Linked DNA regions of Mus musculus: all the other regions are linked to region 3. Evidence: chromatin contacts called from public Hi-C, HiChIP or PLAC-seq and promoter capture Hi-C data. All regions are on one chromosome and are shown on one strand. The core of a region is the stretch at or near the end of the contact, and the rest is flanking DNA. Distances in the headings are between cores, read along the strand shown. Region 1 holds the start of Blvrb (biliverdin reductase B (flavin reductase (NADPH))). Region 2 holds the start of Hnrnpl (heterogeneous nuclear ribonucleoprotein L). Region 3 holds the start of Fbl (fibrillarin). Region 4 holds the start of Lgals7 (lectin, galactose binding, soluble 7). Region 5 holds the start of Coq8b (coenzyme Q8B). Region 6 holds the start of Sars2 (seryl-aminoacyl-tRNA synthetase 2).

Region 1 (5,047 bases), core at 2,247-4,746, 720 kb after region 3:
ATATGCAGAACTTATATATTTGCATAGAAAATTCACACATGTACAAATCTGTCTGTCTTTCTGTTTCTCTTCCTATTTGAGAATAAGTTGCAAAATTCATTCACTTTTAAGGTTTTTCTTTTCCTTCCTTCCTTTTTTATTTTTGGAGGCAAAGTATTACACAAAACAGGCTGGCCTTGAACTATGTTTTCCAGAACTGGCTGTGAACCTTAAAAAGAGAGTGTGAACCTTCCACTCTCTGAGTCTTGGGAGTATAGGATTTTCTCATCATTTCTCCAGCTCTTTCAAGAATTAATAAAATAAAATAAAATAAAATAAAATCTTAACACTCAATACAAAATTTCACTGCCTGACCAGTACACATAAATTCATATGTCAATCCAACATCTGGCATTCTGTAACCTTATCCTGGCAGGAATGCAGATGATAATCAGACTGCTTGAAACAGTGGACCCCCCACTCCAAAAGTGCAACTTTCCCAAATGCCTCATGATGGCAGGAGAAGGAGGCCGGGGCCCTGTGCCAACCAGAAGAGGAAGAGATTTCATGGCTCTGACAACTTGTCAGAGCACCTTGGAGGACACAGGGTTCAACAAGATGATGGCTGTGATGACCACACCATTAACGAGAGGGATTGCGCATGCGTGGGTACCTCTTGCCTTCTATTTAAACTTGTAGCTTTCATCAAGACCTTGAAGGCTGGGTCTGGGTAGCAGAGGAGCTTCCCGACATGCTTACATTAAATTCATCTCCTTTTTCTACTTTCACTATTAGTTTTTCTCACTAATTGACCTGCTGAGGACACGTGGTCAGACCTGGCTGCCAGGGCCTAGGCTCAGATTCTAGCGACTCCCGCAGCAGCAACTTGATACATTTTGATCGTTTGTGACCAATTTAAAGCAGTCCAGCACTCACACTGAGCCCTAGTTTGAAAAGTCCTAGATTGTAACAATTTTACAAAGTGGCCATTCTTATCATACCAAGAAAGGGAAACTGAGGCAGGTTCTGGTAACTAGCCTTGGGCACACAGTGGGTAGAGAAAACCAGAGCTACATTTAAGACTGGGCTATAATCTTTATATCTGAGTTCAGTTGGCTGAGGAGTATAAGCACCCACTGGGCATGAGCCTTGGTTCTAAGCACTTTCTGCATTGTAAGTCATTTCATCAGAGTCTCAAGGCAACCCCTGTTTTTGTTGTTGTTTTGTTTTTGAGACAGGGTTTCTCTGTGTAGCCCTGGCTGTCCTAGAACTTACTCTGTAGACCAGGCTGTCCTCGATCTCACATAGATTCACCTGCCTCTGCCTCCCAAGTGCTGGGATTAAACACTTGCACCACCACCACCACCCAGCTAGCAACCTCTGTTTATCTGTTACTCTTATTTGTGTGTGTGCATGTATGGAAGTCAGAGGTCAAGTTCTTCTGAGTTGGTTCTCTCTTTCTGGGGATTTAACTCAGGTTGTCAGGTACCTTTACCCACTGACCTATCTGTCTAGCCCGCAACCATTGCTTCAATATTGGTCTTCTTTTCTCTTTTCTTTATTTATTTTACAGATATTTAGGTCTTTGACTGTAGATGACACAGTATTTGGTCACATCACTGTGGTATGTGGTAGACCTGGCTGTTTAAATACACAGGATGAACCCAGAGTCTGTTTGTTAGACCCTTGGTCCTACAAAATGACATTGAGGGACTAAAACCCAAGCCCTTCCTAGCTACTTGTTTTCCTTGACTGTGCAGTTTCTTGGGCACGCTAGGCCGCTAGGCCGTGGGGCCTACTGAGCCACGCCCCCCTCAAGCCTCTTCTCACAGGTGGATCCCAGGCAGGCGTTTCATCTCTGAGAGCTATATCCCCTAATCCCTTCCTGCCTTTTTTTTTTTTTTTTTCCTTTTTCTTTTCTTTTTTTTTTCCTCTTCCTGTTTCTGACAGGTTTTTCTGAGCCACAGGGAGAAAAAGGCCAGGCCTCCCGGAAATCCTTCGTGTAGTTCCGACTGTGACCAGCAGGGAGAGCCATCAGTAAACAGTGGTATTGGGGATTAAGGTATTTAACAGGATACTCCACAAATTCATGGTGACACAGCATTTGTCAACTTCTCTCTTCCTTTCCCTGTTCCTCCCTAGAAATGATTTATCAGCAGCTTGCTTTTGTTTTGTTGTTTTGACATAGGGTCTAAGGTTGCCCACGATGGCCTTGAACTTGCTGCGCAGCCAAGGATAGGTTTGATCTCCTGAGTCTCCTACCTCTGCCTCTCCAGGGGTGGGGGAAATTACAGGTCTACACCACCACAGCCAGCCTGTAGTTTGTTTTCTCTGGGAGGCCCAGGGCGCTCTCCTTTGCCACGAATTAAGGCCCTCATTAAGTCCCTGGGGGAAAGGATAGCCCATGGGGGGCGGGGGGATGGAACTTCTAGAAAAAGCCTCACCCAAAGCAGGAGCTGTGCTGGGAACCAGCAGGGACTGGGCTCTTTGTGGCCTCCACCCTTTTGGGGCACTCTGATAGTCAATATCTTAAGAATCGCCAAGGCTAGCAAGGGTGTGGCTCTTTATCTGGAACTTTCACGTCTGGTCCAGAGTTAACTTCTAGACTGAGGAGCCAGGGGATGATGGGGGATCCTGCGCCCTCCCCTCGGGAGGCCCCAAAGCTCAATGTCCTTCCCAGGACTTCAGTTCTTGGACTGCCCCTCTCTTATAGGGTGATCACCTCCATTCTCTTTGAAGTAAGTTGCTGCCTAACCTTTTCGATTTTCTGTTCCAGTGACCAAACTATGAGCCTGCAGACAGTTTTTTAGTGCTTAAGACCACGGACCGGAGTTCAAATCCCGACACAGCCATGTACCAGCAAGTCCTCTCCGCCTCAGTTTTCTTATGTGTCAAGTGGGGTAACACACTAGTTCCCATTCCAAATGAGGGTCACCAGAATTTTAACACGTGTAAGGAGATGGCCCGGCTGGCTGGATGCCAAGCTAGTCCTGGCTCAGAAAACCCTTTCTGGGTGTGCTAACTAGGACCACCACCACAGTTACGACATTTCATAAGAACCCCTGGTTTGCATAGAACTGTCAGAGGAGTCCTCCAGGTTCCCACAGTTAATTCCTTTACGCCTTGAACCCACATAACGCTGAATGTCAGAGTCCTCCATTTGTGCCCCCGTGACCACTTGCTGGCCCACAGGCTGGGGCACACACCGCCCCGTGTGGTCTCCGCCCGGCCCCCAGGACGACTTTTCCCAAAACTCCGCCCGGTGTTCATGACTTCCCCCACCCGCCCCGGCTCCTGCCTGCTTGCACCGCCTGCGCCAGTGTGGTGAGCCCGGTCCTGCCGGTGGCACCGAAGATCGCGATCTTCTTGACAGTCATGCTGCGGGGTCCAGGGCCGGAAAAGCTGAGAACTCCGAGGACGCGCGGGAACACAGTGGCTGCGAGGAGGCGCGCTGCGGGTCCTCCTCGACCCAGAAGGAGGGGGCGGGACCAGACAAGGTTCCAGCCTCCGCCTCACCCTCCTAATTTGGGTTCAAAGGGCGGGACCGAGGCGACCACGCCTCCCGCTGGAAAGAGCATGAGTAGGCGGAGGAGTCAAATTGCATTTCCAGAGCCCCTTCTCCGATAGGCGCTTAGACGTAGAAGCCACGCCCCTTCTAGGGAAGGGAGTGGGCGGTGCTAGAGCAGTTTGTCACTTAGCGCTCTGCCTACTAGAGACAGCCACCCTTAGTGGGCGGGGCTGAGCGGGGCGGGGCCGGCCGGGGCGTTACGCCCACCGTGCTCTCTTTGCTCACGCCCCCTTACAGACAGGCTCTGAGATGGTACTTCCCTCTACCAAAGCGTCCTCCCAACAAGCAAGAGGGGTGTGTGGGGTGATTTTGTGCCTGTGTGACCCTCAGTGACCACAAGGGACAGCATGGTTGTGGGCGACACCCGGTTTCATTCCTTGTGTTGCAATGTGAGTTGTGTATAGAGATCATTAATGTTATTTGGCGTCCATGGGGGTGATACTGTGAGGGGTACTCAGCCTGTGTGATATGGTAAGCTGTAATGGAGTGTGATACTTTCGGATTGGGAAGGTTTGGGACACCACATGGGTGCGTGATATGATCCCATTTATGTGTGACTGTGTGTGACATCAACTGAGATTCCTTTTGTGTCTTGTTGAGGCTCTGATGTATGGGTGTGTAGCAACACAGGGTGTGTCATCTTTTGTGCCTAGGCAACTGGTGTGACATTTTAAGCGTGTAAGACTATGCGATTGTGAACTTTGTGTTGTGTGAGCGTAGATACTCTGTGACACCTTGGAGGTGTGTGACATGCCTGACTGTATGTGCTATTGGTGGTGGTGGCTGTATGTGAGTGTGTCACAGTGCGTGGTCCTGCAGAGCACTATTCCATCCTGTGATACTGTTCAAGTGATTTCATGTGACCCTTATTGTGGTGGTGGCAGTATTTGAGTAACAATGTATGTACGATCCTGCAGGGCACTATTTACTGTATTGGTAACTACTGGTGATATCTGAGTGTCACTGTCAGTGGTGGCTATATCAGAGTGTGTCACAGTGAATGACCCTGCAGGACACATTCCAGAGAGGAAAACATTGCAAGTGACTGCGTGTGACAGACAGTTAGAAGGTTTGACCCTGACTGACCCCTTACGAAGGAGTGACACCATGAGAGTGTGCATGTGGAGAGAGTGTGTATGACGTTGCCAGGGGCCCGGTGTGTGAGTGGCAGTGTGGGAGTGTGTGACGCTGCCTCGAGCGCTCGCGAGCGCGGCTGTGCATCACACGCGTGGCCCGGTGTGTGACAGCGCGGGCGGCGGGGCGGCGTGCGGGAGGGGTCCCGGGGGCGTGCGGAGCGGCTGCGGCGCGTGGGGGGAGGCGCGGCGGCGGCGGCGCATGCGGATCTGGCCGAGCGGCGGGCCGGTGGGGCCGAACAGAGCCGGGCCCGGCCCGGCGACGAACGCCCGCAGGGAGGGCGGTGCTGCGCGGCGAGCATCCGGGACCGCATCGGCGGCCGGCGCCCAGGTGAGCGGCGGTGCGGACGGCGGCCCCTCCCCAGCA
Region 2 (4,851 bases), core at 82-2,581, 640 kb before region 3:
GTTCTCTCCTTCCACCTCATGGGCTCCCGTTGTCTAGCTTGGCAGTTAACTTACCAGACTCAACTAAAATGTCTTCCAAATCCTTGAGAAACCTAACACTGTAACAACAGGGAGAAGCTGATAAATGCATGAGCAGCAGCCTCATCAAGAGGGCACTGTTTGTTTGGCTTTTTGATAAGTCTCACAGCCTTGTCTGTCCTGGAATTAACTATGCATAAGAGGCTGGCCTCAAACCAAAGAGATTAAAGGCCTGTGACTCCGTGCCCACCGGAAGGACTTTAATAATAAACTTTTAAAAGGAATGCAAACTGCATCCTAACCCAGACACCATAATTGTGACCTTCAGAAGACTAAATAGGCTGAAAGACTCTATGCATAGCCACAGGACCATAATACAGTTTAGTTTATAAATGCCCCAATCCTGGAGCCCTAAGCAAATCGAGTGATAATTTCTAAGCTTGGCTCAATTCCCAAAGTTAAATCTGCCTTTCACAAATCGTCTTCCGTTTTTCAATGCACACAGTAAAAGAAGTTAAACAGTTTAATCTGGGCATTATAATTTTATAATTTCATCAAGTGAACTTCTATATGGAAACGACCATGATTAAAACTGCGACGGGGCGACTCGGTCAGGCCACCGCCCACCCGCTTCCCGCTCGCTGGCTGTGGTTGTAGAAACGCGCTTGCGCATAGGGACACGGAAAGAAGAGGAAAAAAAAAAAGATAAAGAAGTGAGGAGAAAAAAAAAAAACGGCCCGACCGCGTGCCTAGGCCCCCCACATGCCGGCCCGCGGCGCCTGCGCAGTGCGGTGCCTGCAGAGCCAGCCGCTTCCTCCGCCCCCTCAAGCCCCGCTTCGGATTGTGCGCACGCGCAAGCGCCTGTCCTCGCGCAAACCCCGCCGTTTGCCCAACGCCTGCCCCTCCCCCACCCACCAAAAAAGCGCGAGGGCTGCAGCGCCTGCGCAGAGATTTTTCCCCCCTGTGAAAAATAAATAGCTTTTTAAAGTACGAAATTTCCCCTTCCTTCCGGGAGTCTAAAGCCCCAGCCTCACCCCGCCGCCGCCGCCCGCCGCCCCGGAGCCTCCGCCGCCGCCGCCTCCGTGCTGGTCGCCGGCGTTTTCAGTCTTCAGCCGTTTAGGGGCTCGGCCTCCCTCGTTGCCGCCGCCGTAATAGCGACCACCGCCACCTCCGCCGCCCGCAGCCGCCATCTTCACCATCGCTCCCGCCCGCCTCAGCTGCTCGTCCGGCTGCTGCCTCTGCTCGAGCCGCCGACGCCGCTTCTCCGCCCGGGGCAGCAGCCTCCGCGACATGGCGGCGCAGAACCCGCCTCCCCCCGCCTCTCATTGGGGGAGGGACACGCCCGTCACTCGCCGCCCCCACCCGATAGGGGGAGCCACTGGCCCTATCTTGGGGGGAGGGGAAGTTTCCTCACGGTTCATTTCTATTGGATAGGACGCATGCCGTTCTATTGGAAAGACCGCCTCTGTTCGCCAATCGCACTCCTTATAGGTGAACGCTTCTTGCCAGTCATTCCGCCAGGCCCCACCTCCTTAAAATAAACTCTGATTTAATAGGCCAGATTTTTGGGATCGCTCCGCCTTCCCACAAACAGTAAATGGAAGTGGGCCTCCGAAGCTCCGCCTCCTTCCCGCTCTCATTGGTTTCCTAGCTAATCGGTCACTCTGAAATCCTTGCGTTTCCCAGTCACAACGACCATCTTCCCGCGCCACTCCGCTGGGATACAAGAAAGGCCTTCCCTTCTGTGTTCCTACAATTGTTCCCCCAGGTGCCCGTCTCGTACGTCAACACTCGATTGGTCAATGAAGAGTGGAAAGAATGCCCTATTGCCAGATGGTATAGGACGACTGATAGCTTCTGATTGGTGAAAAAGGAGAGCCCGTAGGCTCTCTGTGGCGCAATCTAGGAACCGGTCCCGAGAGAGCGCATGCGCTCCTGTACTTTTGGGGGGGGGGGGGGGCTTCAATAGAAGAGGTGACTTTAAGGGATACAACTACTCGAGTACCCGAACGGTCTTTCGCGCGTCTGTTGTTTGCAAGCTCCGGAAGTCTAGAGCAAGACAACAATTTGCAGCAGCTATAACCCATTAGAACGTTTACTTCACCTCTACCCTATCCTAAGCTGGAGGTTATTATTTTTAAAAGAACCTTCAAATCTGAGCACTTCTCACTAATAAAACACTCATTGATTGCCATGTGACTTTGGACCCTGGCAGGCACCGTCATTTCACTCTAAATTCAGTCATGGTGGTAGATCTTTATAGTTCAACTCGGTTCGCACTTGGCAACTGAGCACCCTGCGTCCTCCAGAGTGCTCTGTGGCTTAGACTCGCTACTTGGAGACTGCTCTGAAGCGATTGTCTCCTCCCAGGGTCCTGCGAAGCCCGAGAGCTGCAACGCCGACAAGTGCCCGCCGGGGAGCAAGCAGACAGGGAACGTACTGACGGAGGATCCGGATCCCGACCACAGACCCGTCCAGAGGCTTTATGGGGAAACTAGGGAGTCAAGAAGACTCTGGGATGTAGCTCAGCAATGGAACGCTTGCCTAGCACAGACAAGGCGCGTATCTACCCCCACCCCCACCACACGCACGCGCGCGCGCGCACACACACACACACACACACACACACGTCTTGAGACGGTGTAAGACTCACAGGCCGCTTCAAAACGTGCTGTGACACCTTTCCACCAGGTCATTCCCAAAGCGGATATCCGCTTGGTACTAAGTTTGAAATGTGAGTAAAGGCTCAGAGAACAGAACCCCGGGTGTTGGGATAAGTTTTAAGCATGGCGTAGTGGTTGCAAGCCTGTAATGCAGCGCTCTGGAGGCAGGATTGCCTTGAGTTCAGGGCTACCCTGGGATACAAAGGGATTCTCCTAATTAAAAAAGTTTGGAAGCGGTGGAGGCTGGTGAGGATATAAATGGATCTCCAGCCATTTCACTGGACACAGACACTCCAAAGAAGGCCCTCCCAACATGGGGTACGCCGCCAAGGCGTAGCAGGTGACGCACGGGGGGCGGGGAGGCGGCGCTCCCGCAGAAGGGCGGGGTCCCGCGTCTACGTCAGAGACGGTAGTGGGGGAGGGGAACGGGAGGTCTCCTATCCTCCCCCGCGCGGGTCCCGTATGCCCCTCATTCGGGCGTGCTGTCCGCACTAGGCTAAACCCTGTACGGTGCAAGCGGCTCGTAGACTACTCACGCCTGGGGCAGCTACTGGTGCCCACGCCCGTGCCCGCTGCTCCCGCAGCCTGTCCCCCGCCCTCCCGCCGGCGCAGCGACGTGCGTCCCGCAGGTCCCCCCACGCCCCCACATCCCTCCCCGACCCCTTGGCCCTGTCCCCTACCAGCTCGGCGGCGAGCTTGGCCGGCCGTCCGGGATCGAAAAGAGCAGACACTGGGAAGTTTTGGGGGAGGGAGGGGCGGACCTTAAAGGGACCACGACCTCTTTTCACTGGGGGAAAGGGGGCACTGAGGAAGATAACCGAGTCTGGAACGGAATGGGAAGAACGTTGAGCGGCTGTGTTGTTTGAGCTCCGCATTCTTGCTCACCCTCTGTCCCACTTTCCACCCTAGCCAGGAAAATAAGTCCTCCAGTCGCTTGCGGTTTACGTGGCAGTTTTCTCCATTTGCCGAGTGTTTGGAAGATAAATGTAGACATGTTTGTTGTACAGATGGGTAAGCAGGCTCGAGGACCTAAGATGCCACAGCTGCTAAGTGTCTGATGTCGAAACTGATACTGGGTGATGTCTGTGTGCCTATCAGAGAACGCTAGAGAACCGTGGTTAAGCACAGGGGTTATGCCCCACACCAGGCTCAGCTGTGCAGCTGAGGCAGGGAGTTTTGAGTGTAAGGACAGCTTGGGGCCACATATCTAGACCACACGCAGGTCATCTGACTCTCACAGCTCCTGTACACCCACACCAACCCAAAAATCTGCTGATTCTCTGCCTGCCGAGGTCAGAAGAAGGCCCGATCGCCAGGTACTGGAGTTCCCCACCGGTTGTGAGCTGACATGTGGGTGCCTGGAATTGAACCCCCCAGACCCTCTTTAGAAGCAACTAGTACTTTTGACGGCTGAGCCATCTGTCTTTGCTCCTTTTCATCCAACTGCCTTTGACTCCAGTGGCACATCTTAGTCATTTTAGTCCTATGCCTTCTCACAGTTATAATTATGTATACTCCCTGAGAGAAACCGGGTGTGGGCAACAACTGCCCTGTCACAGAAACTCCCTGTTTTTTGATTCCCAAGGTTATAGCCAAGGAAAGAAGTAATGAAAGCAGGCCAGGAGACTGGGACACTGCCGTAAGGGCTTCCTGGAGAGCCATGGGTTCCCCTGGAATGCTGGGGCTACACTGGGACAGAAAGGGTTATGAAGTGAGCCTCCTTCGGGTTGGCCTGCTAAATTGGCTAATCCTCCCTAGTGGTGCAAGGACAAAGCCAGCTCAGCTAATGAAGCCACTGCGCCTCACTTCTCAGTCCTTGGAGTAATCCCAGTTCTGAGAGAACTGAGTACAAGGTCATCCTCCACTCCTAAAGAGCTGAGAACCAGCCGGAGGTACGTGAAATCCTGTCTTCTGAGGAGGAGGGGGGGAGGAGGAGGAGGAGGAGGAGGAGGAGGAGGAGGAGGAGGAGGAGGAGGAGGAGGAGGAGAAGAAGAAGAAGAAGAAGAAGAAGAAGAAGAAGAAGAAGAAGAAGAAGAAGAAGAAGAAGAAGAAGAAGAAGAAGAAGAAGAAGAAGAAGAAGATGATCAGTGACTGCCGGGCGTGGTGGCACACACCTTTAATCCTAGCACTTGGGAGGCAGAGGCAGGCGGATTTCTGAGTTCGAGGCCAG
Region 3 (4,873 bases), core at 1,626-4,125:
CAAAACAAAACAAAAAAAAACTTTGTTCTTTTCACTTTTTGTTTGCTTGTTCTTTGTCCTTTCTAACACACTTCACTTGAGGGGGGGGGGCACTGCAGCTCTAATAGGCCAGGCCCTGAGTTCAACTCCCCAGAATTCAAAAACAAACAAAAAACCCTGTGCAACTTGGTATCTATTTCAAACTAAGTTTTTGATTGTTTGTTTGTTTTGGGTTTTTAAAGACAGGGTTTCTCTGTGTAGCCCTAGCTGTCCTGGAACTCACTCTGTAGACCACGCTGGCCTAGAACTCAGAAATCCGCCTGCCTCTGCCTCCCAAGTGCTGGGATTAAAGGCGTGTGCCACCACGCCCAGTTCTAAGTTAAGTTTCAGCTTCAAAACTCTCAGACACCCCCAAGCCCCATCTCTACCCTCCCTACCTCACTATCCACAACAAAATCAGAATTCTTTTCTTGACCACGATTCCCTGAGAAGGGCATTTTTTTTCCTTTTTGAGTTCCCTGCAGGACCTTAATGTATAGCCTAAATTGAGATTCATCAACCCAGGCTGTCCCCCATCTGCAAATGGCAGGCTTTGAAATCTCATGCGAGCTGCCCCTCTTCCCAGCTCCCGCAGGCAGGCACAGCACTCCCGCACTTGGGTGTCTGACTAAGTGGTACAGACTCAGCCCACTTCTTGTCACGTTACATTTAACTGTCAGTCTCACTGGCACCCACAAGTTCCAAATGCACAAAAGGCTTTGTAATTATTCTGGTTACAGCATCTCAGCACAATCCAATGCTGACACCAACAATCAGTCAGCAAACGTCTGCCGATGACCTTGAGACAGGGTCTCCAGCTGCAATGGTTGATCAATCTGAATTTTTGACCCCCCCCACCTCGAAGGCAGGAAGATGGATGTTCACCACCACACCTATCCCTAGGTAGCACAGGAGAATAAAGCTATTGTCTCCCGAATGCCAGGAAGCACTTTATCAGCTGAGCCATATCCACAGCCCTGGATTCTGCCTCAGAGAAACCACTTGTTTTCATTCAGAAGAGAATGGTGTCCTGTAGCTCATATGGGAGGATGGCTATGCTACTGTTACTCAAGACCCTAAAGTAGCAAAGGTCTATGGGAATGATAGAAAAATCAAGGAACTGTATACACAAGAGTACTGAGGAGAAGAGCCACTAGCTCCAACCCTGGGCCTGACAGAACAGAGATCTGGCAAGCTGTTGGCATCCTCATGGCGACCGGTAGATAGCAGGGTCAACTCAGACACATAATACTCAATGTGTTATCAGGATCCATTTCTGGTCCTGGGGTTTTGAGGAAAATGAACCGAAAGGACTCACTACTCAACAAGACTTTTATGTTCACACACAGTCTGCTGTTTTAGAATCTGCTTTTCTCTACAAGTCTCCCCACCTCCAAACTAGCAACTCCAGCAACTGCTGCAATCACATGCCTGCAACCCAGCCACTTGGGAAGCCGAGTCTGAGGCTAGCCTAGGCTATTACAATAAGATGCCATTTCAATACACAAACATGAAAATAAAGGACCTTGTTGAGAATCGTCCACCATACTTTGTAGCACACCTCTGTTTAAAACAATCTCCCCCAAAGCTGCTTCGTATTCAAGACACAAACTGTCACAGAAGATTCGACTGTTCAACAATTCTCATTCTATCGTGTGATGGAGAAAGGTTGAGGGGAAAGCACAAATCACAGGATGCCAGGAGAACATCCAGACTAGCAATCCCTCCACCTTACTTCCCCAGACATCCAGAACAGAGCCCCAGATAGATATTCAACATGTCTGGGAGGGAGAGATGGGTCACTATCGCCTGCAGTGACTTACTCTCCATCTGTCCACAGGAACATGTGTGTCCACGCCAGACAAAAACCTGCAGTGGTGAAAACTGATCCTTCGGCAACAGGAAAAGCTCATGCTATCACGACTAATGTAGAACAGACTGGTGTTACAAACTCATTATCTAACTGTCTCCGCTTTCCGAGTGCTAGGATTGACAGCCCAGAGTAACCTATCACCAAGAAAACCACTTATCCATTAAGAACTCAAGAGAGAAACGAGAACTTTCTATTGTCAAAGCCAGAACTCTCGCCATCATCCACCATACAGTGGGCTCATCAGAAAAAAACGCGGGAAATAGGTGAGATGGATACATTTGTCAGGCCAGCCGTGGTGGCGCACGCCTTTAATCCCCGTACTCTGGAGGTAAAGGCTGGTGGATCTCGGCCAGCTAGGATCACGTGACAAGACGCTCTCAAAATCCAAACCTAAACCAACCCCTCTCAATTCCAATCACCTACCCCGCTAATAGCCGGGCTAGTAAAGTCGCTCTCACTACAGAGCAGGGACTCCCAGGTCCCCAGAGCCTCTACTCCTACAAGCCTTGGGTCCCGCCCCTCCCGGAAGCGCGGCGAGCGCCAGCCTGTGCACGCGAGCGCCGCACACCACGGAGCCGGAGATCCTCATTTACCCGGGGGGAAGCTGGGTTGGGGACCAAGGTATCGTTGACAGGGAGTGACAGTGGGTGACGGCGGCAACAGGGAAGGCTTGGGGTGGAGACAGGGGCCCTTTCATCTGCGACCCAAGTCGGATCCCCTAAAGCAATGCTCGGAGATCCAAGCCCCAACTCTGGGTCAGGGTCTGGAGGGCCGCACCGGCCGCTCTGAGGCGGCAAGCTTGTAGGCCGGCCGGTGAGCCGAGCTCACGGCCACATCCCCCGGCCCCGAGCGGCCGCGGTCCCCGCCCGCCGCGCCTAGAGCCCCCGACTCCTGCCCGCACCGTGGTCCTTACCTGGCTTCATTACTGCGTTCTGGTCGCGCGATTCAGGCAACCTGCGGCGTCCCCGACTCCACGAGTCTCAGGCTTTCGCACGTGGAAAGGAGCGCCTGCGCGCGGTGACGCACGGCGAGTGACGGAAGCGCGTAACCACGCCCCTTAGACGCGCGTCCCGTCTCCCGGAAGTCGGAGTCGGCCCCTTGGGTGGGAGTTCTGAATCCTTTTCCGGCTCTGTCGTGTCTCTACGCTCCTCACTTTTTCCTAGAGTGGCAAATTTTATCACAAGTGCGCTGCGACTTTTCCTCTCACTTATGCTAGCACTCCAGGAATCAGGGGTTATACCGATTTTTAAAAATTTATTATTTTTCAAAGACTTTAAATTTTTAAAATTTTATCCTTAGAAGTGTTTAGCTTGCATATTCGTCTGTCTGTGCACCACGCATACGCCATGGAAGTCAGGAGAAGGCGTCAGATCCCCTGGAACTAGAGTTACCGGCAATTAATTGTGAGCCGCCAAATAGGTGCTGAGACCCGAACCTGAGTCTTCATCAAGAGCATTATGTTCTCTTCACAGCTGAGCTATCTCTCCAGCACAGCCTTATGTTTCTGTTTGTTGTTGAGGTTTGTATTTTATGACAGGGTTTTGCAGTGGGGTCCAGGCTGAGCTGGAACTCGGGATCTCCTATGGTACACTTCGCTTTTCTATTTCTCCTTCCTTTTCCTTTTCCGCTCAAAGAGCTCCCTCCTTTACAGCGAAGAACAGGCATCTCACTGCTTCTGCTCTCTACCCCTGGCCTCTTACTGGAAATCTTCACTCACCCAAATGTTGTCGCAGCTGCTCCCAGGCCACTGCTGGTTTGCAGTTGTTTCTGCCTCTGTTCCTCCTCTTCAGGTCATGAATTCAGCCCACCCTACTGATAAAGATCACATCAGTCGAGCAACAACTGTTGCAGAAGGCCCAGTGTTAATGTTGCACCACCAGGAGGCAGCACAGGAGCGACCGGTCTCCAGAAGAAGCGTCCTAATAGCCAGAACTTACAGCCTTCCGTGCAACTGAAAGATCATTTGCACTAACCGCTGACTTTTTGTTGGGTTACCAGGGGAAATGGTTTCCCTCTGGCCTTGGTGAAGTGGCTGCCAAGGATTATAGAGGCTTCTGATGGCAAAAAGTCCATGTTAAACTCTTGGGGATAGTCAGGGCCAGGATAGTGCCTCCTAGAGCAGGAGTTGTCTTTTAGCATTAAGTGGTGGTCCATGCAGTATAGCTTCCTGGAGGTGTCTGTGGAGCATTCAAGAGCTGCCAGGCTGCCATGACAGTAGACCAGCTGGCTGCCAAGAGGGGTTTGCTTGGATGGTAGTCATTCAAGGCAGCCAAGTGCCAGGGAAGGGCTGGATGGTTGCCAGGGTGACAAATCACCCTAGCATCCAGCACTGGTTTTTGTTTTGTTTTAGACAAAATAAGCATTAAAGGGGATTCTTACAAGCCTGTAAGACACTGAAATGTTTTAGTGCTTACACATTGTGTGTGTATGTGTTCACGAGTGTGTGTGTGCCCACACACATGCAGGTATGCAGAGAATGGAGGAGGATGTACGGTGTTCTGCTCTATCACCCTCTCTCTTATTCTCTTGATTTAGGATCCTCACTGAACCCGGAGCTAGGCTGGTGGCCAGAAAGTCCCCTGTCTCACCACTACCACCCCAGCCCTGGTGTTACAGACACACAGGTGACCACTTCAATTTTTTAAGACAGGCATTAGGATTTGAACTCAAGTCCTCATGCTTGCTCAGCGCAAGATTTCTTACTTGCTGAGATACCTCCCAAGCTCCTAGGATTTCTTAAAAAATTAATTTAAATTCTTTCTTTCATTCTTTTTTTTTTGTTTGTTTGTTTGTTTGTTTGAGACAGGGTTTCTCTGTGTATCCCTGGCTGTCCTGGAACTCACTCTGTAGACCAGGCTGGCCCCAAACTCAGAAATCCGCCTGCCTCTGCCTCTCAAGTGCTGAGATAAAAGGCGTGCACCACCACTGCCTGGCTATTTTTATTATTATTATTATTTATTTAAAAAGTTCAATAAGGTCTGA
Region 4 (4,604 bases), core at 1,170-3,669, 690 kb before region 3:
AACTCCTTGTAACACCACCCTTTTCATTTATGTACACCTACCAGAGACGGACAGACAGACAGACTGACAGACAGAGAGAGACGTGCGCGCGCACACACACACACATTTTTTTGGGGGGGGGGATTGTTTTTTTTTTCGAGACAGGGTTTCCCCGTATAGCCCTGGCTGTCCTGGAACTCACTTTGTAGACCAGGCTGGCCTCGAACTCAGAAATCCGCCTGCCTCTCACACACACACTTATAAAGTAACTGGTGTGATCGTACTCCCTGTAATTTCTGCCAGTACTTGGGAGGCTGAGACAAGGGAGTGGCCACAATTTAACCGACCTGGGTTACACAGCCTGACTTTTTACCCCCACTCCCACCCCATACCTGATCGCTCCCCAAAGGAAACCCTACTGGGCCCCTGCGCAGCAAGTCCTGAACAGCGTCTCAGACACAGGCTCACTTTGCCCCTGGGTTACTATGTTTTTCTCTGAGTCTCAATTTCTTCAGTCACACATAAAGGACACAGGCACAGTCAGAACTACAGCTACACTTTATTCGCCATCCAAAACCCTCCTCTGCGATCCTACACCCCCACCCCTACCCGCCACGCCCTTGGGTCCTTGCTTAGAAGATCTTCACTGAATGCAGCTGCACGTCTCCGCCCACCTCCACCAAGCGCACGCGCGCGGGCGGCATCCGGTGGTGGAAGTGGAGATATTCGTCATCCCCGACCACAGCCTGCAGGGTGAGAGACCAAGTTAAGACTGGATGCGGGTCCCGGTCTGTGGCCCCGGAAGAGGCTAACTACACCCAAGCCTCCCTCTCCCCAGAAGGAAAATGGGTCTGTTGTCCATTGTAATGGGACACAATGTACTGCTAGGACACCCAGTCCCTGAGCACTTGGCTCTTGATCTCTGTTTTGTCGCTCTTAGAAGCAGACCTGGAGAGGGTCTCTGGAGGCCCGTGTCAGGTCTGGGCCTGGGGTTCCAGTACCCCAAGGGCTTTCCCGCCATCCTCGACAGCTCAGTCCCCAGCATTTGGCTCTAGACCTGGGTCTGGAGTGTTCTCCTTCAAAGACCCACCTTGAAGCCTTCCTCTGTGGCGATGAGGAGCACTTCAAAGGGCTGCCCACGCTCGAAGGGGATGCCGGTGCCTCGCTCCTCACGGCCCCATTTGCCTTGTTCTTTGGTGTTGAAGACAACCTCGGAAGTGTCCAGCCTCGGGTTAAAGTGCAAGGCGGCATCTGCTCCTTGCTCCTCACCGCATAGCAGGTTTACATGGAACCTTCGGGGACAGTAAGCCTCAAAGATCAGCAACCACCATGTGCAAGTTATGTGGTTCCACCGGCACACCCACACCCATAGGGAGTCCCTGTGTTTGTAGCCAGGATCCCCCTCATTTCCAGAGCCTGGAGCTGTCCTAGGTTGTGGGATGGCCTGCTGTGCCTGAGTGGGGTTCAGGGAATCGCACTCCAGATAAGCAGAGTTAATAGCAAGGGACCCCACTATTCCAGGTTATCAATATTCCCACAAAGCCCAAGGTCTCAATTTTAGTAGGTCATGGACTTGATGACCGGGTACCCTGGGCATCCAGGGTAGCTTCAAGATCCAAGAGAGATTTTCATTGTCCTGGAAAACTGGACATGGAGATCGTAGGACTAACCAGGGATTCTTATTATTGTTCTAGAAGCCTACATTTTTAGGGAGACTTGGGCACACCCACCCACAAGTCTTGGGGAACATCAGTGAAAATATCCAAATTAAGCTAGCAATAGGGACTCCAAGACTCCACATGGCAAACAAGGTTCCAGGGACACCATATGTGGGCTCTAAGAACCAGGGTTCAACTGAGCCAGGAGATGCCCCACCCACCCTTTCCCCTGGAACCTGGGATATCACCTGCCAGCCTGGTCAGGGACCATGCCTCGAATTCTCATGACAGTGCCCACGCGGACGCCCTGAGGCAGGGAGGTCTTGTGCTGGGTAGCCTGTAAGAATTGGGTGGGGCAAGAATGAGAACCAGGGAGACAAAGAAACAGACTGGTCAGCCCCAGCTAGGAACTCCAGGGACCAGGCAGAAACCAAGAGGGATGCAGATTAACGGAGAGGCAGAGACAGGCACACAGACCTGACAGAGACAATGCAGTTAGAAGAAAGCAAAGCCAGCTGGGAGACAACCTATCAGGACGTGCTGGTGAAACCCAAGAGATAGCAGCCAGCTCTCCTGATACCCGTTTTTTGCTTTGAAGGGGAGGTTTAAGCTAGTCCCAGCTTCCAGACTTGGCCTTGTCCCAAAGCCCCGTTTCCCCAGCTTGGGCCCCAGTATACTTACAGACATGGCGGGCACAGCAATACAGCAACAATGTGGCCAGTCGCTGTGGGAGGGGACCTTAAGTAAAGGCAAGGTAGTGGTTCAGCTCCTCCCTTTCCATCCAACGCCCACAGCTGGCACAGACCCCTGCCCTAAGGCAAAGCTGTCAAGGCCGGGCGAGTCTCCTCCTGCCCTGCCCCCACACACCAGCTCCCTCTCCCCTTTTCCTAGGCTTAGAGATAGGGACAACCTTTAATACCAAGACTGGGGAGGTTTGCCCTGTGCTCTTCTCACCTCCCCTTTCATACCCCTACCGCCCTGTCAGACACTGGACTCCCCTGGAGATCTAGTGGATCCAGAAAGGCTGCGCAAGCATCAGCCTCCACCCTTTCTGAAAGGAGCCTCTTCCCTGGAGCGCAGGCTGCTCTGCTTTGTCCTGGCCACCTCTGCTTCTGCCGTCAAAGACAGGCATAATAACTCAATGGGGTCCCCAGGAAACCCGCTATTCCTTTTTATCCTATGCTGTGCCCCCACCCTACCCCCCAGGTTACCAAGAGTGTGTTGGCACGTTTGAAGTGGTCAGTAATGGAGTGGCCAGTAACGGAGGGTCAAATAATGAAGTTTCACTAACAGTGGCCAGGCTGCTGAGACCTCTGGGTGTCCAGATGTGTGTCTGAACCTTACCAGGATATGTGGAGTATATCGAGCCACTGTACTGACGTACAGGAAACAGTGCTCATGGGAACAATTTGCCCAAAGATCAAGATCAGCGCTCTGCTCTCTCGCTCTCTCTCTCTCTCTCTCTCTCTCTCCCTCTCTCTTCTCAGTGGTTCCTACTTTTCTTCTTCAGGTCTCTATCAGCTCCTCCTTGGAACTGAGCCCACCTTCCCATCCAATGAGAGTGTGATGGAATATGGGTTGGTGGGTGTCCCGGGCTGCCAGTCACCACCCAGATCAAATGAAACACATTGGGGAAACTTCCAATAGCCTGAGTTTTAGTCTCCCTAGACCAGCACTCTAGAGAAATAGAGAAAGTGTGTGTGTGTGTGTGTGTGTGTGTGTATGTGTGTGTGGGTGTGTGTAGGGGTGACTCATAAAGAATGAAAGAGAAATTTCTGGAAGGCAGGCAAAGGGAGGGTGGGAGCGCTGAGCAGTTACCACTCCTAACAGCCCAGCAGCCTTCCTGAAAGATCTTTCCCATCCCTATCCCCACCACCCTACTCCTGCCCCACCCAGCAGGTGGCAGAGCCGGAGGCCAGATGCATGCTGGGAGTGGAAAGTTGCCTTGGAGATTAGGAACTTGCTACCTCTCCTGCTTCTCTGTCCCAGTTTCCCATATTCAGACCCCCCCCCCACGCCCGCAACACACACAACCCTAGAATACACATCAAGGAATCCCGTGAGGTGGCCCAGAGAGGGCACAGAAGATGCCAGAGAAACGTGGGCGCTGCGATGCTGGGGGAGGAGCCCTGGAGAAGACAGGCTGGAGATGGACCTGATTGCTCCACCTGGAAACCAGCGCGTGGGAGGTGAAGGCGAGAGAGTCAGCACGAGGTCATTTGAAGCCAACGCGGGCTGGAAAACACGGTCTCAAACAACAGCAACTGGCTTCCTTCCTTCCTTCCTTCCTTCCTTCCTTCCTTCCTTCCTTCCTTCCTTCCTTCCTTCCTTCCTTCCTTCCTTCCTTCCTTCCAGTGGTGAGGCATGCTTTTAATCCCAGCACTAGGAAGGCAAAAAAAAAAGCAGTTCTGTGCGTTCGAGGCCAGCCTGGTCTGGAGAATGAGTTCCAGGACAGCCAGGGCTCCACAGAGAAACCCTGTCTAAACACACACACACACACATAACAAAAAAATCAAAACACGACAACAACAAAACAAAAACAAACAAACAAACAAAAAAACACTGCTGTTCTTACAGAGGACCCAAGTTCAGTTCCCAGCACCCACATCAGGGACCTTACAACCTCCTGAAACTCCAGGTCCAGAGAATCTGATGCCTTTTTGTGGCCTCTTCAGGTTCACACACACATGGGGCACACACACACTTTAAAACTCTTTACAAACAAACAAGAAAACTTGGGTTTGAGAGGAGCTACTTAGAGTGAGGTTCGAAGGTTCTTGCCTTGGGTTTCCACAGGACAAGGACCCATCACAGGGCAGAACAAGGGGACATCAGGTTTCATGTTACACCACCACCCGTTTGTCACAGTTAGGCTGATAATTGTGGCTCCCATTATTTTAGCTTCACGCTCTGTATAAATCACCGCCTGACACTTGCCTGCACCTCGTTCTGTTTGTGGTTGCTGGT
Region 5 (4,935 bases), core at 1,011-3,510, 940 kb after region 3:
GGAGACAGAGGCAGGCAGATCTCTGAGTTCCAGGCCGGCCTAGCTGCAGACCAGCTAGGGCTGCATGGTAAGACTCTGCTTCAAAAACAAACAAATCATATGTGTATAAACACGTATGAGCCGGGCATGGTGCGCGCATGCCTTTGATCCCAGCACTCCGGGAGGCAGAGGGAGGCGGATTTCTGAGTTCAAGGCCAGCCTGGTCTACAAAGTGAGTTCCACGACAGCCAAGACTATACAGAGAAACCCTGTCTCGAAAAAAAAAAATTATTTATTTTTTATTTGTATTTTATTTATTTTTAATCCCAGCACAAAGTGAGTTCCAGGACAGCCAGGACTATACTGAGAAACCCTGTCTAGAAAAACAAAACAAAACAAACAAGCAAAAACACGTATGTATCCATATTCAACATTTATATTTTGGGGAGTGGGGGTGGGTGTTCGAGACACGGTTTCTCCGTGTAGCCCTGGCTGTCCTGGAACTCACTTTGTAGACCAGGCTGGCCTCGAACTCAGAAATCTGCCTGCCTCTGCCTCCCAAGTGCTGGGATTAAAGGCGTGTGCCACCACTGCCCATTATATTTTCTTATATGCTATTTTCTTTCTTTCCTCTCTCTCTTTTTCCTTCTTCCCTAGACAAGGTCTGTGATGCCAGGCTGGTCTTGAATTTGTGAGTGCAAGCAGTCCTACAGTAGTAACCGAGCAGGCAGCTGAGCCTCCAGCCATGCACTCCCAGGCTTGGCTTTTCAATCTCTCGGTGTTAGCTTCTCAAGAACAGGGATTACAATGGCCCTTTCCCTCTTTCTCTCTCCCTTCTTTACCTTTCTCTCCTTTAAACAGGGTCTCATGTAGTACAGGCGGCCTCAAACTCTCTATGTTGCCAGGAATGACCTTGAACCCTTGATCATCCTGTTCCCTCCTACCTACATCCCAACTGCTGAAATTCCAGGTGGGTGTCCTGGCCACCTCCTTTCCTTTTTGGAGGGTTGGTTGCAACACATTACTTTTTGTTTCATACATGTCTGAACAATCTTGCTGCGGAACCTAAAGTCCTGCCACCTCACCTCTCAGCCCCCACTCCTCCATCAATAGAAGAAATAAACACAGGCCTAGCCTACAAGACCTTGCTCACATCAGGTTCTCAATAAACAGTAAGGTCTACGTTCTGTTTTTCCTTGTCTCTCTCTCCCTCCTAACCCTGTCTTTGATTCACCCTTTCCCTTGCTTCACCTGTAAATGTTCTCTCTGATCGAGGTCACACCTACCCCCAAAGCTGGCCAAGCGACTGATGCGGGAGGCAGGCACCTTGCGTTCACGAGAGCGATCACTCAGCTGAGAAAGAGGAGAGGTGTGAGGTAGGGAAGGTGGACAAGATGGCAGAAAAGCCCTGCAGACTTGCTGCCACTTTCCTCAGACTATCATGGGGGAGGGGGAAGAGGAAGCAATGATACCTGGGGCCGGGGTGCCTTCCTGAGCCGGGCCTCCCGTGCCCTGCGAATGTCATCTTCACTGAGGCCTCTTCCAGGCTGGTCTTGATGAACACTTTGGGCCAAGCAACTCCTACATGGCCCCTGCAGAGAAGTGGATTTTAAAAGAATGAAGGTCTAATCCTTTTTAGACCCATCTACATCATTTTACCTACTCCCCACCCCCCTTCCCTCAACCTCTTTTCCTTGGAGGCCCCCTCCTCAGCCTCTTACCCACCAGTGGGGCCTAGGTCCTAGGGCCCCCCCACAGGGCAGACGAACAGCCCTGCCCAGCGGTCCACAGGTCCTGCGCAGCATGGCACCTAGCTCCAGCCACATTGCCTAAGAAATAATAAGGATTACAGTACTGGGCCTCCTGCTTTGCGCTCTTGTTGGAAAAGCCCCCCTAACCCCCATATCTTTTCCCCTTTTATTTCCAGGTTTCTTCTAGTTACCCCCCCCCCCCCAGCCCGCCCACGTTGCTAAGAACTCAAGTTTTCCATAAGCGCCTCCCCAATCCCCACAAAACTCCTCGCTGTTGCTAAGGTTCTCTCCCGTTGCTAGACGTCCACAGAGCCGCCAGGACAACTCTCTACTTCTCAGCGCCCCTTTCGTTGCTAGGCATCGCCTTACCCTGGGCTGTTAAGCATTCACAATTCCTGTGCTGCCCCCTGCCTAGACACCCCGTTACGACCCCGTTACGGGGCACCTCCCCCGTTGCTAAGCACCCAGTCCACCAGGTTTAGGCTCCAGGTCTAGCACCCGCTGGGCCTCTTAAGCTTCCGGGAACGTCCGCACACCCGCCCCCTTTGATCAGCTAGCCAATGGTAGCACAGCAGCTCGCCGACGTTTGCAAAAACTCACCCCGCTGAGGAGGCGTGGCAAGGGGTGGAACCTAGGCTAAGGCTCTGTGGGTCTTCTGTGTTAGTCGGTGCGCACGTGAGCTCATTGTACTGACCAATGGTCCTTCTTGACAGAATTCTTCTACCCTCCTTTGTCCCTCTCTGTCCCTCTTTGTCTCTGTCTCTCTGTCTCTCTCTCTGTCTCTCTCTTCTTGCGTCCACTTCCCACCTGCTGAAATTGCAGGTCTGAACCATTATATCCACTTACATTTCCGCCTGCCAAGCTCAAAATCTATCCTATGTATTTGGACATCCTCCCCCAACCCCTGCCACCACGGATGCACGAATCCAGGGCCTTGTGCATTCCAGGGACGATTCTTGACCACTGAGCCACAACCCTAGAAATCTTTTTTTTTTTAAGATTTATTTATTTATTATATGTAAGTACAGTGTAGCTGTCTTCAGACACCCCAGAAAAGGGCATCAGATCCCATTACAGATGGTTGCGAGCCACCATGTGGATGCTGGGAATTGAACTCAGGACCTCTGGAAGAGCAGTCAGTGCTCTTACCCGCTGAGCCATCTCGCCAGCCCCAACCCCAGAAATCTTTAAACACATATTCTTCCAAGCAAACATTTCCCTTGCACATGGAGCCTCTCCACTTTGTACCAACACCCACGTCCTGGCACCCAGCCTCCTTCCTGGCACATATAAATCCACTGCCTTGCTTAGGAACTCTTCTCTGCCTTCACCATGACTCCCCTTGGCGGCATACTGTGCCGGTGTTCCCTCCTGCAGTCTACTCTCCACTCTGCCTACTTAGGAGATGGCCCTCAGTGGGAACCCTGCTTCCTTAAGGCCTGACATTTCCCAGAACACACTCAGTCAAGATTCCCAGCGCTGAGTCAGGAGCCTTGGCATGAGAGAAAATTGACTCACTCCTCTTGCTGTCTGGAATAGAAACAGCTGGTGGCTGGGACATCTTTCCCACAATTGAAGAGATGTGTTCCTCACGGCACCCTACTGTCGCTGTCTAGCCCCACCCCCTTTGTTGGGAAAGTCTGTCCCTTTACTGTGTGACCTCAGAAGAGCCCTCCTCCTTCTCTGGACCTCATGTTCTCTAACTTGTATGATGTCTGAGGTGGGTTCCCGTATCTGACTTCTTATTAGCCTATGAAGAGATGACTCATCCTGAAACCTTGGGCCTGTGCCCAATGTCCCTCCAATGGGTGACTCAATTTCAAGATTGAAAGCACCTCCAGTCCTCTTCCAAAGGTGAGGGTCTGACTCAGGAGCTGCAGGCTGCTTGCCATAAGGGACAGGCTGAAAAATCACCTCAGTGGATAATCCCACAGGGCCACTGCTCACAGTGGCCTCGCACCACAAACTCCATGTATCTGAGTTCATTGCAGATGACATAAACAAGGGCAAGGAAAGGGTAGAACTTGAACTCAAAGCTCTCCCTGGTACACTGGGATCATGAAGGCAGCCATGGTGGTGCATGTCTATAATCCCTGCATTTGGAAGAAAGAGGCGGGGAAAGCAAGAATTTAAGGCTATCCTTGGTTTTGAGGCTAGACTGGGCTACTTGAGACCCTACCTCAAAATAAATAAGAGGAAAGCATGGAGCTGCAGGTATATGTCAGTGATACAGCATGTGTGAGCCTCGGCATTAGAAAACAAGAGGTATCAGGTGGTGATGGCACAGGCCTTTAATCCCAGCACTCAGGAGACAGAGGCAGGAGGATCTCTGTGAGTTCCAGGACAGCCAAGAATACAGGGAAAGTCTATCACACACACACACACACACACACACACACACACACACACACACACACACACACACACAAACCCCCAAGGTGCTGGAGTTGGGGCTCAGCAGTTAAGAATGCTTGCTTTTCTTCCAAAGGATCCGAGTTCAGTTCCTAGTGTCCAGGTAGCTTCAATTACCTGTAAGCTCAACTCCAGATCTGATGCCCCCTGCTGGTCGCCAAAGGCACCTGAATGCACCTGCACAGGCACACATGTACACATAAGTAATTAAAGAACCAACCAACCTTGAGGTAATGATCTAGTGTCAGAGCCTAGAACATAAGTCCTCTAGACATGAAATCATCTTCATTTATTTATTTAAAAATCTAAGACCCTGCCAGGCATGGTGGCGCACGCCTTTAATCCCAGCACTCGGGAGGCAGAGGCAGGCGGATTTCTGAGTTTGAGGCCAGCCTGGTCTACAAAGTGAGCTCCAGGACAGCCAGGGCTATACAGAGAAACCCTGTCTCGAAAAAACAAAAAAACAAAAACAAACAAACAAACAAAAATCCAAGACCCTGGGCTAGAGAGATGGCTCAGAGGTTAAGCACACTGACTGCTCTTCCAGAGACCATCCCCAATGAGATCTGATGCCCTCTTCTGGTGTGTCTGAAGTCAGCTACACTGTACTTATGTATAATAATAAATAATTTTTTTAAACCCAAGACCTTGTGCCCATGTAAAACCCAGGCTCTTGTTTTTTGAGATTGGCTCTTATCATGTAGGCCAGGTTGGTGTTGGGCTAGTGAAACATAAGAATGTCTTGTGTCTGCCTCCTGTGTAATATGATTATATGAGTGTGCCATCACCCATG
Region 6 (4,582 bases), core at 1,265-3,764, 570 kb before region 3:
TGGCTTGCTTTATTAGGTAACAACTGTCTACATGATTCAAGCCCTTTTCATTGGGTTTCCTGTTATTCCCAGACAGAGAGGCATCCTAGCTGCCTCTGGCCTAACCCGGTGAACGCAGGACCCCTGTTCCCCATGCTCACTCACCAGCAGGGCCCGCACTGCCTCTGCCACAGCCTCCTTCTCTGCCTCCAGGCTCCGGATCTGCTCTCGAAGCTGCCTCAACTCCTGCCACGTGGAGATCTGTGGGAGAACACCACAGTGAAATGGCCACTGCTCTGAAGTCTCCTCTGCCAGGCACCTGGATGGCAGTGGGGGAGGGGCACTCTCTTCTCCCATTAGCACTATGACACCCAGAAGCTGGGGTGGGCACACAGTTGCCCTGAATCAATGCATTTCCCAGTTTACTTTGAAGCCACTTCTGTTGGTATGATCACGACCAACCAACGGAAAATCATGGAAGTGTGACTCTTTTATTTATTTATTTATTTTTAGTTTTGTAAGACAGTGTATTTATGTACAGCCCAGGGTGGCCTTGAACTTGTAATCAACCTGTCATTCTCTGAGTGCACTAACACACGCCTGGCTAAGTCACCTCTTTAAAGGTGACTAAACTTTTTCTTTCTTGTTTATTTACTTTGTGTGGCTGCAGCATGGATGTCAGAAGACAGTATACGAAGTCAGTTCTCTCCCAGGGATTGAACTCAGGTCGTCAGCTTGGCAGTAAGGACCTTTACCTGCTAAGCCATCTCCCCTGTAAATATAAGGCTCTTCTGTAAATATAAGGTCTCCTTATGTAGTCCTGGGTACCCTGGAACTTGCTAAGGAGACCAAAGATCTGCCTGCCTCTTCCTCCTCCAGAGTACTTCATCACCACACCCAGACAGACCTTTCTTCTATTATTATTATTATTTTTTATTTATTTATTTATTTTTTTACAAGACAGGGTTTCTCTGTATAGCCCTGGCTTCCTGGAACTCACTCTGTAGACCAGGCTGGCCTCGAACTCAGAAATCTGTCTGCCTCTGCCTCCCGAGTGCTGGGATTAAAGGCGTGCACCACCACCGCCCGGCTCCTTTCTTCTATTATTAAGCATGTACGTGACTTTCTTGTGTTTGCGCTTAAATGAGGGGTCAGAAGACAATTCTCTCAAGAATTGGTTTTCTCCTACCACCAGGAAATTGAACTCCGGTTATCAGGTTTGGCAGGAAGTGCCCTATTTGGCTTAGCCACCAGTGCTTACTGGTGAAAAACTAAACATGACAAAAACTTGAAATATGGCTAAAGTGATTGACAATGACTGGTGGTGTGAGAGTCTGTAGTGACCTGAATGAGAAATGTCCCCCATATCCTGACATTTGAACATGGTCAAATGATCAGTGGCTGGTGATGTTTGGGGAGGCTTAGGAGGCGTGGCCTTGCTGGAGGAAATATGTTCCTGGAGGTGGGCTTTGAGAGCTTAAAGCCTCGTCCTGCATCTAGTTTGAGGTCTGTGCTTCATGATTGTGGTTAAAGATGTGTGCTGTCAGCTTACTGCTCTGTGACCTGCTGCTATTCTGCCATTCCCTACCAAGCCCAAAATAAATCCTTCTGTAAGTTGCTTTGTTCATGGTGTTTTATCAAGGCAACAGAGTTGGGAAGATTCATCTATTACATTCGGAATTCACTACCGGCATGGAGACCCCCAATTTTAGTTCCCTATAAGGTAGAATTATGGCGCATAGTCTTAACCTCTGGATCATAAATACATGAACAGATATACCTTAAATATCTGTTTAGCAGGTATTTATCCATTCAACTCCATCAGGATGTTTATAGCAGGATGCAAAGCTCTGTCTCCAAAATTCCCTCTGATTCACACCTCCCTCCTCATTTTTCTTTGTGGCCTAAGGGTGAGCCCGGCACGAAGTTTGAGTACAGAAGACAATGGTATTTAGGTTCTGGGAGTACAGTAGATACCAACTGTCGAATTATGAAATGCATGCAAAAGGGCATGTAGGTCACAGAAGGCATCCACGACGTTCAATAGGGCCTCAGTTCTCCCTAGATCATTGGCACCTAAGTGGGTGTCATGCACAAGACATTGCCTAACTTGGGAAGGAACCCAAATTCCTGTTGAGTAGTTTTTCCCACAACTGGAATGCATCTGGTAAACCCAGTTCTGTAAAGCATCCTGCTCCCTCAGGGCGCAAGCGCACTCACAATCGCAGGCAGGTCGGCCGGCCGCAGCTCCCCCTTGCGGAGCTCCAGGGAGCGCGCGGCTTTTTCTGGGCATGCGCACACCGACTCCATGTCCAAGTAGGGAAGCTCGCTGTAGCCCTCTCGTGCGTGTTCGTACAGGAGGTTCCGGACTCGTTTCTCCGTAGCGAAACTCCTCCTTGGGTTCTGGCTGCACACGCAGCGTCCTCGGGACCGGAGCCCCTGGCGAGCCAGGAAAGGCCACCAAAGCCGCGCCATGGACGCAGCCATCTTGGAGTGGAAACAAGAAGTCACTCATCATGGACGAGCCAATCAGACGCGCAAGGAGATTTCCCGCCCAGGCTTCAGAATCCCTTCCAATGAGGAAAATGGAACTCAGCTAGAATCTGTTATTGTCCAATCGTCATCCTTGTCCCGTCCCTTCAGTGACGCAGGAAAGATCTAGCCAATCACTAAGGAGGAACCCCGGAAGGGGCTGGAGGTAGGGGTTGGCGTGTGTGCGACCCCGCTAGGTTGGTGAGGTGGGTGCAGTTATCTGTGATCCAGATCTCTCCTCTCTCCTCAGTTTCCCCTTCCAGTATCCGGGCAAGGGCGGTTGGGTCCTTGGGGGCCTACTCAGAAGGAGACTGAATTTGCGAGGGGACTTTCTGTTTTAGAGGAGATTCTAGAAGGCTCTGAGAGTGGGTTTCTGGTCCCAACCTCCTTTCTGAATGTCTTCTCTCCTAATACAGGGACGCTGCAGGCGGCGAGATGTCCTGGCCCGGCCTTCTTTATGGCCTCACCACGTCCCTCAGTCGTGGTAAGTGAGCATGGGCCACAGGGACGAGGACAGCTCCCTGGCATTTGCGTGTTTTTGCCAGATTTCGGATGGTATCATCTTTAAGCACGGTGCCTTTTCTATTTTGGAGACAGGGTTTCACTGTAGTCCAGGTCAACTTCCAAATCACTTTGTAGACAGGATGGCCTTGACCTCCTGACTACCGCTTCAATCTCCCAAGTTCTGGAGTTACAGGCGTTTTCTACCACGCTCCCGGCTCAGGGGGCAGGAGGTGGGAAGGTCCTGTGTTCTTAGAGTTTAAGTCAGTCTTAGTCATGGCTCCCCTGCATCGATAGCGGTGAATCCCTGAGATTGCATTGCCTGGTGATATTCTGTCTTAGTTTGTGTAAGTGCACTCTCGATGTCCGTGTAACAATCATACCAACAAATGCTCCTTTCTTGGCATGTCTCCCTGCTTAGGTGTCTCTCAGTAGTGTTTATTCCTTCAGTGTTTATTGATCACCCCCTACAGGTGAGAAGGCCAAGCTAAGAAGTTTAGTGGTGGCGCACACCTTTAATCCCAGCACTCGGGAGGCAGGCAGATTTCTGAGTTCGAGGCCAGGCTGGTCTACAAAGTGAGTTCCAGGACAGCCAGGGCTACACAGAGAAACCCTGTCTCAAAAAACCAAAAAAAAAAAAAAAAAAAGAAGAAGAAGAAGTTTAGTTATTCATTCACGTGCTATTTTTCTAATTCTAAGACGGGCCACCCATTGGAGGACAACTTTTATGTTCCTAGACATTGCCCAGACATCAGGTTTGTACACAGTGTTCTGAGGGAGGCAGGCATTGGGTATTCCATTCACATGGTATTTCGAGACAGGGTTTCTCTGTGTAGCCCTGGCTGTCCTGGAACTCACTCTGTAGACCAGGCTGGCCTCGAACTTAGAAATCCGCCTGCCTCTGCCTCCGGAGTGCTGGGATTAAAGAGCAGTCAGTGCTCTTACCCTCTGAGCCATCTCGCCAGCCCGCAACCAGTGCTCTTAACCACTGAGGTATCTTTCCAGCCCCTGTATGAATGTGTGTATGTAAGTGCAACCCATGGGTGTGTCAGATCCTCTGGAACTAGAGGTGTGTGAGCCACCACTGTGGGTGCTGCGAATCAAATGGTCGTCCTTTGCAGGAGCAACAAGTGCTTCTAACCACGAGCCATCTGTCCCCACTGAATAGTCTTAGACTTGGATTCCTATCTAGAATACGGAAACCTAGTAGGCCCTCTTGTGTCTCTCCAGGCCTAGCCCTCGCTCCCCAGCTCTGGGCCGCCCGTTCCATGGCCACCCTGAACCAGATGCACCGCTTAGGCCCCCGGAAGGAACCCCCTAAGCGTCTGGGCCCCACAGAGGGCCGGCCCCAGCTGAAGGGTGTGGTGTTGCGCACATTCATCCGAAAGCCGAAGAAGCCCAACTCCGCCAACCGCAAGTGCTGCCGAGTCCGCCTCAGCACAGGCAAAGAGGCTGTCTGCTTCATCCCCGGGGAGGGCCACACCCTGCAGGAGCATCACGTGGTCCTCGTGGAGGGTGGTCGCACCCAGGACCTGCCTGGGGTCAAACTCAAAGTTGTGAGGGGCAAGTA

The links. Promoter capture Hi-C pulls out the DNA fragments that hold promoters and counts their contacts. Hi-C and Micro-C count contacts between places; a contact is called where the count stands out from the background. HiChIP or PLAC-seq counts read pairs in DNA pulled down with a chosen protein or histone mark.
Region 1: a contact with region 3 is called in a promoter capture Hi-C map of erythroid cells, with 8 times the contacts expected there. The contact joins the promoter of Blvrb here to the promoter of Fbl in region 3. A contact is called at or near these places in 1 of 39 promoter capture datasets (erythroid cells), 1 of 115 datasets of contacts at active chromatin or transcription factors (embryonic stem cells) and 2 of 9 other capture datasets (adipose tissue and liver).
Region 2: a contact with region 3 is called in a promoter capture Hi-C map of erythroid cells, with 6 times the contacts expected there. The contact joins the promoter of Hnrnpl here to the promoter of Fbl in region 3. A contact is called at or near these places in 1 of 39 promoter capture datasets (erythroid cells), 3 of 484 Hi-C or Micro-C datasets (CD4 T cells, liver and muscle stem cells) and 1 of 115 datasets of contacts at active chromatin or transcription factors (memory CD8 T cells).
Region 4: a contact with region 3 is called in an H3K4me3 HiChIP or PLAC-seq map of bone marrow-derived macrophages, with 4 times the contacts expected there. The contact joins the promoter of Lgals7 here to the promoter of Fbl in region 3. A contact is called at or near these places in 1 of 484 Hi-C or Micro-C datasets (myocytes) and 2 of 115 datasets of contacts at active chromatin or transcription factors (bone marrow-derived macrophages and pancreatic cancer cells).
Region 5: a Hi-C map of double positive thymocytes shows a contact between it and region 3, with 4 times the contacts expected there. The contact joins the promoter of Coq8b here to the promoter of Fbl in region 3. A contact is called at or near these places in 1 of 39 promoter capture datasets (pre-B cells), 1 of 484 Hi-C or Micro-C datasets (double positive thymocytes) and 1 of 9 other capture datasets (liver).
Region 6: a contact with region 3 is called in an H3K4me3 HiChIP or PLAC-seq map of bone marrow-derived macrophages, with 3 times the contacts expected there. The contact joins the promoter of Sars2 here to the promoter of Fbl in region 3. A contact is called at or near these places in 3 of 39 promoter capture datasets (erythroid cells, neural stem cells and pre-B cells), 1 of 15 datasets of contacts at CTCF or cohesin (large pre-B cells), 4 of 484 Hi-C or Micro-C datasets (CD4 T cells, CD8 T cells, cardiomyocytes and 1 more), 2 of 115 datasets of contacts at active chromatin or transcription factors (bone marrow-derived macrophages and large pre-B cells) and 1 of 9 other capture datasets (liver).

Annotation. Positions count from the first base shown.
Region 1 is chr7:27,446,427-27,451,473 of GRCm38.p6, reverse strand. Blvrb (biliverdin reductase B (flavin reductase (NADPH))) reads right to left here and starts at 3,496. Exons shown (of 5, transcript NM_144923.3): 1 at 3,278-3,496. The coding sequence starts at 3,356. Sptbn4 (spectrin beta, non-erythrocytic 4) reads left to right here and starts at 4,885. Exons shown (of 36, transcript NM_032610.2): 1 at 4,885-5,011.
Region 2 is chr7:28,807,370-28,812,220 of GRCm38.p6, reverse strand. Hnrnpl (heterogeneous nuclear ribonucleoprotein L) reads right to left here and starts at 1,331. Exons shown (of 13, transcript NM_177301.5): 1 at 1,053-1,331. The coding sequence starts at 1,310.
Region 3 is chr7:28,167,750-28,172,622 of GRCm38.p6, reverse strand. Fbl (fibrillarin) reads right to left here and starts at 2,875. Exons shown (of 9, transcript NM_007991.3): 1 at 2,805-2,875. The coding sequence starts at 2,814. Gm31024 (a long non-coding RNA gene) reads left to right here and starts at 3,761. Exons shown (of 2, transcript XR_001778069.2): 1 at 3,761-4,515; 2 at 4,698-4,873.
Region 4 is chr7:28,862,201-28,866,804 of GRCm38.p6, reverse strand. Lgals7 (lectin, galactose binding, soluble 7) reads right to left here and starts at 2,419. Exons shown (of 4, transcript NM_008496.4): 1 at 2,319-2,419; 2 at 1,886-1,974; 3 at 1,070-1,271; 4 at 521-725. The coding sequence starts at 2,324. The coding sequence ends at 612.
Region 5 is chr7:27,230,338-27,235,272 of GRCm38.p6, reverse strand. It overlaps Coq8b (coenzyme Q8B), which reads right to left and starts at 2,260. Exons shown (of 15, transcript NM_133770.2): 1 at 2,100-2,260; 2 at 1,701-1,808; 3 at 1,452-1,571; 4 at 1,266-1,332. The coding sequence starts at 1,805.
Region 6 is chr7:28,739,900-28,744,481 of GRCm38.p6, reverse strand. It overlaps Sars2 (seryl-aminoacyl-tRNA synthetase 2), which reads right to left and starts at 2,514. Exons shown (of 16, transcript NM_023637.3): 1 at 2,200-2,514; 2 at 145-240. The coding sequence starts at 2,466. It overlaps Mrps12 (mitochondrial ribosomal protein S12), which reads left to right and starts at 2,661. Exons shown (of 3, transcript NM_011885.5): 1 at 2,661-2,717; 2 at 2,928-2,995; 3 at 4,243-4,582. The coding sequence starts at 2,947.